Regions from separate parts of the Zea mays genome. Here region 2 is linked to region 1. A link is a contact called in public Hi-C data. All regions are on one chromosome and are shown on one strand. Each heading gives the region's core, a stretch centred on a gene start, on an enhancer-like site or on the middle of the called end of the contact. The rest is flanking DNA. Distances are from core to core; before and after follow the strand shown.

Region 1 (4,466 bases), core at 674-3,173:
GCCCGACCTCAGGGCTCGGACTCAGCCTCGGCCTCGGAAGACGAACTCCGCCTCGCCCGACCCCAGGGCTCGGACTCAGCCTCGGCCTCGGAAGACGAACTCCGCCTCGCCCGACCCCAGGGCTCGGACTCAGCCTCGACCCTGGAAGACGGACTCCGCCTCGCCCGACCCCAGGGGTCGGACTCAGCCTCGACATCGGAAGACGAACTCCGCCTCGCCCGACCTCAGGCTCGGACCCGCCACGTCACAGGGAAGGCCATCATTACCCTACCCCTAGCTAGCTCAGGCTACGGGGAACAAGACCGGCGTCCCATCTGGCTCGCCCCGGTAAACAAGTAATGATGGCACCCCGCGTGCTCCATGACGACGGCGGCTCTCAGCCCCTTACGGAAGCAAGGAGACGTCAGCAAGGATCCGACAGCCTCGACAGCTGTACTTCCACAAGGCTCAAGCACTCCTCCGACGGCCACGACATCACATGAACAGGGCGCCAAAACCTCTCCGGCTGCCACGACGGCATGTACTTAGGGCTCTAGCTCCTCTCTGCTAGACACGTTAGCACACTGCTACACCCCCCCATTGTACACCTGGGCCCTCTCCTTACGCCTATAAAAGGAAGGTCCAGGGCTCTCGTACGAGAAGGTTGGCCGCGCGGGAGAATGGGCTGGCGGACAGTCTCTCTCTCACTCTCCCACGTGGACGCTTGTAACCCCCTACTGCAAGCGCACCCGACCTGGACGCAGGGCAACACGAAGACCGCGGGTTTCCCCTTTTGCTGTTTCTCACCCCCCCCCCCCCCCTTCGTGCTCTGTCTCGCGCCGACCCATCTGGGCTGGGACACGCGGCGATAATTTACTCGTCGGTCCAGGGACCCCCGGGGTCGAAACGCCGACAGGCGTACACTCGGCAAAGGGGTCACCTAATACGCTCGACAAAGGGGAACTCTTTGCCGAGTGTCGGTACAGTGGACACTCGGCACAGGCTCCGTCGCCGTTACCCGTCGTCGTGACGGTGACTTTTCTTTGCCGAGTACCGGTTGACACTCAGTAAAAAGTATTCGAGAAGTCGTTGCCGATGTACAGTTCGCTGAGCTTTCTTTGCCGAGTGTCACACTCGATAAAGTCTTCGCCGAGCGTTTTTCTAGCTTTGCCGAGTGCTTCAGACACTCGGTAAAGAAGTTATTTTCGGTAATGCATGCATGTAAAACAAAGAGTAACTTATTTCAAGCATTAACAGGAGCATGCATCGTCTCAAGGCCAGCTAGAATGTCTCGTGCTCGTGCCATTTCAGTACGAGCTAGTAGTTTTAGACCATGCCATCAAAAAGAAAAGGTAGCACTGAACACTGGAGACACGCACAAACGTAAATCAGCTAGAAACTTGGATGTCTGAATTCTGCGGTGAAACTTCAGAGCACATATTTGACTCTCCGCGCGCGGATCTGCACGCCGATCGAAGAACCAAGGCAAACTGGCCACAACGACGACGCTGGCTGAAATTAAACCCTCTTCTCAGAATAAGGTTTCGTCTCAGAACTTGTCGACTGATCCGCACATAATCGTCCTCAAGTATTCAACTTGCTGAAGAATCAACTACTACTACGTCTGTCAGAAGCCACACAGTGCATGGGGCGGCTCACAGATTGGTGCTCCATGCATAAGATCCCTCGAACCAATTAGTCAACTCTCATGATCTCTCTCGCTTTAATTGAAATCATGATAAACTTTTTTATATACACCCACTTACTCACCAACTAGCTAGATGGCGATTCTCTCAAATTTTTCTTAGATCTTAAGAGAATAATCAAAGTAGCTATGCTATAGCTATCCCAGTCCCAGGTCCCAGCTAGGTTAGCTAGATCTTGTTTGCGCTACACAGGACCCTAATCTCTACTTCCTCCTCCTCTCGATCTGAAGCTATATATATAAGTTATTAGCATCACTTGGATCAAACGAAAGCGTCCTCACACACTACCCACTCAGCAACTCACAGCCATGGGGCAGGCTAGTAGGGCTCATCAGCTCCTAGCCTCCCTGGCGGCTATCTACGTCACCCTAGCCATCAGTATCACCCAGCACCATGTCGCCGGCAACATGACCGACGACCTCGAGATAATGTGGGGCAACGCGAAGGTCGTCACCGACGGCAGCGGCCAGCAGGCCATCGCGCTGGCTCTTGACCGCTCGACGAGCTCCGCGTTCCGCTCCAAGAAGACGTGCCAGTTCTGCAGGGTTGACATCGAGATCAAGCTCGTCCCTGGGAACTCGGCCGGCACCGTTACCACGTTCTATGTAAGCATATATATACATCTCTGAGGATGATGAAATAATTGAACAGATAAACTGTTCTTGCCGTATAGCCACACCACCGCTACTAGCTTGTGCCGTGATTGATCTGGTGACGCGTGTACAGATGATAACCGAGAACCCGTGGCAGTTCCACGACGAGATCGACATCGAGTTCCTGGGCAACAGCAGTGGCCAACCCTACACCATGCACACCAACATGTACGCCAGAGGACAGGGCGCCAGAGAGAAGCAGTACAAGTTCGACTTCGACCCCACTCAGGATTACCACAAGTACACCATCATCTGGAACAAAGATTGGATCTTGTAAGCTCCCTTTCTCTAATAAGTCTCAGATTTATCCATGCAATATATCATATAATGACTGTATATATATATTCTGATTTCTGAGCTGCATGCAGGTTCCTTGTGGACGACAAGCTGTACCGGCAGATCAAGAACAACCAGATAGACGGCGCCCCGTACCCGTACTACTACCCGATGAGGGTGTACGCCACCATCTGGAACGCCGACGAGTGGGCTACGCAGGGCGGCCGGGTCAAGACCGACTGGTCGCAGGCGCCCTTCACGGCGTACTTCCGGAACTACAGGGCCATCTCGTGCAACTCGTTCATGGCCTCCCCTCTGTGCCTCCCAGGCTCCGGCTGGTTCGACCAGCAGCTGGACGAGTCGCGGAAGCAGCAGCTGGCGCAGGTGGACTCCAGTAACAAGATATACGATTACTGCACCGACTCCAGGAGGTACAAGAACGGCCTCCCGAGGGAGTGCCAGGTACATTAATTAGCTGCGAAGTGTGTGCTTCAGCAACTGAAGAACGATCGAGAGGATGTTAGAGTTGTGTTGGGGGTGATTATTGAGTGATTCGGCAACATTCTTTTAATTATATAAGGAATTTTCTACGGTACCCTTAAGAGAATGTGAACCGTTTTTACAGGAAACAAGACTGCAAATGAAAATATATTTTACAGTCAAGTAGACATTTTCTTCACTATTATATTTACAGTTTACAGGAAACAGGGTAAGGCAAGACAAGGAACATCTGTTAGCACCAAGGGGTAGAATAGCGTTATCAGAACATTTAAACAAGATGTGCATCACAATTTATACATATAGTAGAGCTCGCACTCGTAGGATTTCGTCTTCACATTTGTAGGATACCATCGATCTGCTTCCTGCATTGAAAATATAATTCTAAGAAACTGTTGCCATGCAATGCAACAATGTAAAAATAAATTATACACATCAAACAATGTCCTGTAGAAAAAACATAATGTGAAAGGAAAAAAAAGAATACAAATTTCTCATAGCATTAAGAAAAAATGAAACATGCTAGCATTATATTGGACAAAGTAGACATATCAAGCAATCATTTGCAGCCTCTTCAAAAATCTGCCCAGGAATATATGGCGCGTTTATCCTTAATCTGTCTGCCTTCCATAAGTATAGCCAAAGTCTGGTAAATAGCGTATCTCTTGGCTAGAGCATTAAGAGATTCAATATTAGAACTAAGAGTTAGTTTGAAAACTTAAATCCCCTTCAGGATTCTCAGAGATTGATTCTCAGAGATTGAGAAGGAAATTAGATCCCCCTCAGTCCCCGGAAACCACAGAGGAGATTTAAGTTTCTAAACTAGCTCTAAGGGGTGTTTGATTCTCTTGACTAAAGTAGTTCGCGTCACGTAAATGTTCGAATATCAATTATAAGTACTAAATATAGGCTTAATTAGGTTTAATAAACTTGTCTTGTTTTTTAATCTTTATATGTGTAATTAGTTTTATAATTAGACTATTTAATACCTGTATTTATCATTCATGACAGAGACTAAACTTTAATTGGGTGGAACCAAACACCCCCTAAATATCTAATGCCACCGAAAGATGTATTGCCCTCATCCCACAGTCCACTATTTTAACAAAAACAATATCTTAATCATACATAAATCACAAAATACAAAGTATTAAATTCAGTAATTGGGTTTTGTTTCAATACTTGAATGAAATTTGGTATGTATATGGTAGAATGCATGAAAGGAAAGAGAAACAATAACATCCATACTATATCACAACTGTATGTATGTCCACTAAAACATCGCACAGCTCATCTCTAGACAAACTAGTCATCCAAAATCACATCAAGGCATCACACACACATACACAGCAGG
Region 2 (4,466 bases), core at 662-3,161, 370 kb after region 1:
CTTTCCTTCTCACTCCCTCCTCTCTCCCGACACGCACGTGTCGGTCGCTGCAGAGCCACCGCCAGTGCTGAGCCCTCCTCCCGCCTCGCTCTCGGCTGTCGCTCCCTCTACGCAGCCTGACCCGGCGTCGATCTCTCTTGGATGTAGCCACCGAAAATAAAGACTATTTTTTTTGACGACCAGAAGCCGCCGAAAATAGGTCGTATACCGCCGAAAATAAGCTATTTTCGGCGGTATAATGCTTATTTTCGACGGTTTTGGTCGCCAAAAATGATCTTGTGTCCTGTAGTGGTGATCTGGCTACTAGAGGTGTCAATGAGGACCCCATATCTGTTAACCTATGGGGATTCATCTATTAGAGTTATGGTATGTGAAGATTTTAATTGCTATGGACATAGATTTGGGAGAAATGCTTTTCCTGTTGGGCCTAATGTGGGTATGTGTATGGAAAAGCATAACTCAAACCTGATTACCCATGGTTAATACTAAACAGAATTCCTCGTTGACATCTCTGCCGGCTACTGTAGAAAGCACTGCTATAGGTAATGTTCGAGCACTTTTTGCTGTAGCCAAATTCTTTTCCTGCTCCCATTTGTGCCATATACTACTCAACAATTTTTTAAAATAAATATCTACTACTTATTAAAGCCGTAAGGGCAGCCTGTCATTCCGTGTTCTGCCACTGTTCCGTGTTCTCTCATTTCCATTACTTGTTCTGCCTTTCCCATTTCTCCCTCCCTACACAGCTCATTCCCATGTTCTGCCACCATTCCCTGATCTATCATTCCCATTCCTTGTTCTGTCTTTCCCATTCCCACTCCCCGTGAAGCCCATTCCCATTTCATTCTCATTCCCCCGTACAACCCACGTCTAGCTAAAATTAAAAAACACAAATGGCCCCAAAGGGATTTAAACCCGCTACCCCTCAGGCAGATGCGAGCAGTAGCTACTGCTACACTATATATGTGTTTATGTCTATATCTATGACAAGAAAAACATATACTACATCTCTCCCCAAGCCCACCTGCTACCCTTGCACAATGCGTAGTCGTAGATAAGTATCATCGAGATTCTTAAATTATATTTTTGTATGGAGGGAGTAGTGTTTAAAGAAGAGCCTTGCATGCAATTTCTTTTGTTTGAATAATGTTTTCAACTTAAATTCTCTTTTTCATGCGTGTCATTTATTCTCTATAATATTTTTTCTATGGATCTGACTTGTGAGTTATTTTCATAAACCAACGTCAAGGATGAATCTATGTTTTTTACTTGGAAACCCCAAACAAACACCACTAGCAGGAGGCGCTCGCATTGGCGTCGCTCATCGACGACGAAGCTTGGCGACTGCTAATTCGACCTCTAGAAGTAGTCCTATGTGGCCGCATACGCCACTGTGTACTATATCAAGGATCGTGGCCTCATCTCGACGCCAGAAGTGACACAGAGGAGTACCAACAACAATAACCAATTTGTCATCCTCGCCATAGTCAGGGTAGCTTTGTGCCGACCTGCCTTTAATTCTCTTCGCAAACACACACTTACCTTTTTGTTTAAGCAAGCGCGTATGGTGGTGCGTGTCTAATGACTGACGATGTACGAGGGAACTTCTTCCGGCAGGTGTGGGATGTGCTCTCTAATGATGAGACCATATAAATCGTGACATATATCGAAATCTGCATTACATTAATGGTTACAATGTAGTAGTAAATCAGTTAGATTAAAATAACAAAATTTATATATGTCAGAATCATACATGTATTATAAAATCTTTTCTCGTAACAGTATAACATACATTTTATATATAAGTTATCGTGATGTTCCCGTTACAATGCACATACACTCACCTATTATATAAATATAAATAAGCACGACCCCACTTTTGTTGCTCCATAAATACTCCGTACTGTCAAATCTCCAGTCCGTATAAGCTTGGCGTGGCGCTCATAGATACGCACAACGTTAGCGCGGCGCCGCTCCACAGTCGCTCACACCGTCACACGGCATGGAGGTTGCCGGAAACCATGTTCAGAGCTGTCGCACGGAGCTGCCGGAGCCGCAGAAGCCGCTGGTGGACGACGACGGGCGGCCGCTCCGCACGGGCACGCTGTGGACGGCCAGCGCGCACATCATCACGGCGGTGATCGGCTCCGGCGTGCTGTCGCTCGCGTGGGGCGTGGCCCAGCTTGGGTGGGCGGGCGGCCCCGCCGCGATGGTGCTCTTCGCCGCCGTCATCTACTACACGTCCACGCTGCTCGCCGAGTGCTACCGCTGCGGCGACCCCACGTTCGGCCCGCGCAACCGCACCTACATCGACGCCGTCCGCGCCACCCTCGGCGACTCCAAGGAGAGGCTCTGCGGCGCCATCCAGCTCTCCAACCTCTTCGGCATCGGCATCGGCGTCTCCATTGCCGCCTCCGTCAGCATGCAGTAAGTGGTGTGGTGGTGACCACTGACCAACCAAGCCAAATCAAACCGCGCGCGCCTCCGGGCTCTAGGGGCGCCACGCCATAGCAATCAAGTTTACCCATACATCTGTTACATGCATGGACGAGCAGGGCGATCCGGAGGGCCGGCTGCTTCCACTACCGAGGGCACGAGGACCCGTGCCACGCCTCCACCAGCCCATACATCGCCGTCTTCGGCGTCATGCAGATCGTCTTCTCGCAGATCCCCGACCTAGACAAGGTATGGTGGCTGTCCACCGTGGCCGCCATCATGTCCTTCTCCTACTCCACCATCGGCATCTTGCTCGGTGTTGTTCAGATTGTAGGTACGTTATTCGATCGATGGATCCGTGCACGTCCAAATAACAAGAGACAAGATTACATTTATTGACTACTGTCTGACTTCCGCGTGCGTGAATCAATTGCAGAACACGGAGGACCGAGGGGGAGCCTCGCCGGCGTCATCGGTGCTGGCGCCAGGGTCACCATGATGCAGAAGGTGTGGCGCAGCCTGCAGGCTTTTGGGAACATCGCGTTCGCGTACGGTTTCTCTATCATCCTGCTCGAGATACAGGCACGTTACTACCAGCTGTCGTGATCGCCTAATGATTTCTCGGTCGGTCTTCAGGCCTTTCGAATTTGATCTTAGACTGATAATATTACGTACGTGCCGTTGCCGTTCATGCGTCGTCTAGGACACGATAAAGTCCCCGCCGCCGTCGGAGGCTAAGGTGATGAAGAAGGCGACGGCAGTGAGCGTGGCGGTGACCACGGTGATCTACCTGCTGTGCGGCTGCGTCGGGTACGCGGCGTTCGGGGGCGCGGCGCCGGACAACCTGCTCACGGGCTTCGGCTTCTACGAGCCCTTCTGGCTGCTGGACGTGGCCAACGCGTTTGTGGTGGTGCACCTGGTGGGCACCTACCAGGTCATGTCCCAGCCCGTCTTCGCCTACGTCGAGCGCCGGGCGGCCGCCGCGTGGCCTGGCAGCGCGCTGGTTCGCGACAGGCACGTGAGGGTGGGGCGAGCCGTGGCCTTCTCCGTCAGCCCGGCGCGGCTCGCGTGGCGCACGGCGTACGTGTGCGTCACCACGGCGGTGGCGATGCTGCTGCCCTTCTTTGGCTCCGTTGTCGGTCTCATCGGCGCCGCCTCCTTCTGGCCGCTCACCGTCTACTTCCCCGTGGAGATGTACATCGCGCAGCACCGAGTGGCGCGGGGCAGCATGCGGTGGCTGCTCTTGCAGGGGCTCAGCGCCGGGTGCCTTGTTGTGTCCGTTGCTGCCGCTGCCGGGTCCATCGCCGGCGTCGTGGAAGACCTCAAGGCGCACAATCCCTTCTGCTGGTCGTGCTGACCGAACCAACTCTGATGTATGAGGGATGCTTCTCTGCGCCGCACTACTTCGTAAAAGAACATTATTAAGAGCATCTACAAGAGTGTGCCTTATAATAGTGCCCTATAAATTAAAAGGGGTCTCTTCAACTAAAGTGTTTTTGGGCACAAAATATTTTTGTGCTCCAACAATAGTGCCCTTAATCAACTGAAATCGGTTGCTGACGTTGCGAACTGAAATGGTAATATGTATAACAGCAACCACATCTTCAGTGAGACATCCAACAACAACCCATTCTGATATCCATCATAAACTCCATCAACGCAGCACCTAGGAACTACATGTACCACAGTGTTAGACTATTTTGGACAGCAGTAGGATTGAATTACTGCACGGTACATAGAAAAGATTTAATGGACTAATCGAATCACACAGCAATAACTAAAGTAGAGTTTTTAAGAGTTCCATGCTTGGAGAGTTGGCTCTCAAGTTCAGCCACACATCTGTAGAGCATGTTAACTCTACTGAGATTCAAATGATCTTAAAGAAATTTGATCCAAATTCAAGTATTTGAGTTATTGCCAAAAGCACAATAACAGAGAACAAGAACAATGCAAATGGATGCACGACAAACAAACAGAAGCTGCAGTTAACCTGAACCTGAACACATGCTGAAAGTGGACAATGAACACAT

Evidence for each region. A called contact is a pair of places that touch in the nucleus more often than the background predicts.
Region 2: a Hi-C map of tassel shows a contact between it and region 1, with 6 times the contacts expected there. The contact joins the promoter of LOC103653395 here to the promoter of LOC103653389 in region 1. A contact is called at or near these places in 2 of 25 Hi-C or Micro-C datasets (ear and tassel).

What each region holds. Positions count from the first base shown.
Region 1 is chr4:73,617,886-73,622,351 of Zm-B73-REFERENCE-NAM-5.0, forward strand. It overlaps LOC103653389 (xyloglucan endotransglucosylase/hydrolase protein 24), which reads left to right and starts at 1,924. Exons shown (of 3, transcript XM_008680309.3): 1 at 1,924-2,290; 2 at 2,412-2,611; 3 at 2,707-3,282. The coding sequence starts at 1,994. The coding sequence ends at 3,085. It overlaps LOC100277574 (AUGMIN subunit 1), which reads right to left. Exons shown (of 5, transcript NM_001151095.2): 5 at 4,342-4,466.
Region 2 is chr4:73,989,126-73,993,591 of Zm-B73-REFERENCE-NAM-5.0, forward strand. LOC103653395 (amino acid permease 4) reads left to right here and starts at 1,912. Exons shown (of 4, transcript XM_008680311.3): 1 at 1,912-2,427; 2 at 2,556-2,770; 3 at 2,873-3,018; 4 at 3,140-4,076. The coding sequence starts at 2,003. The coding sequence ends at 3,793. It overlaps LOC103653394, which reads right to left. Exons shown (of 1, transcript XM_008680310.3): 1 at 4,464-4,466.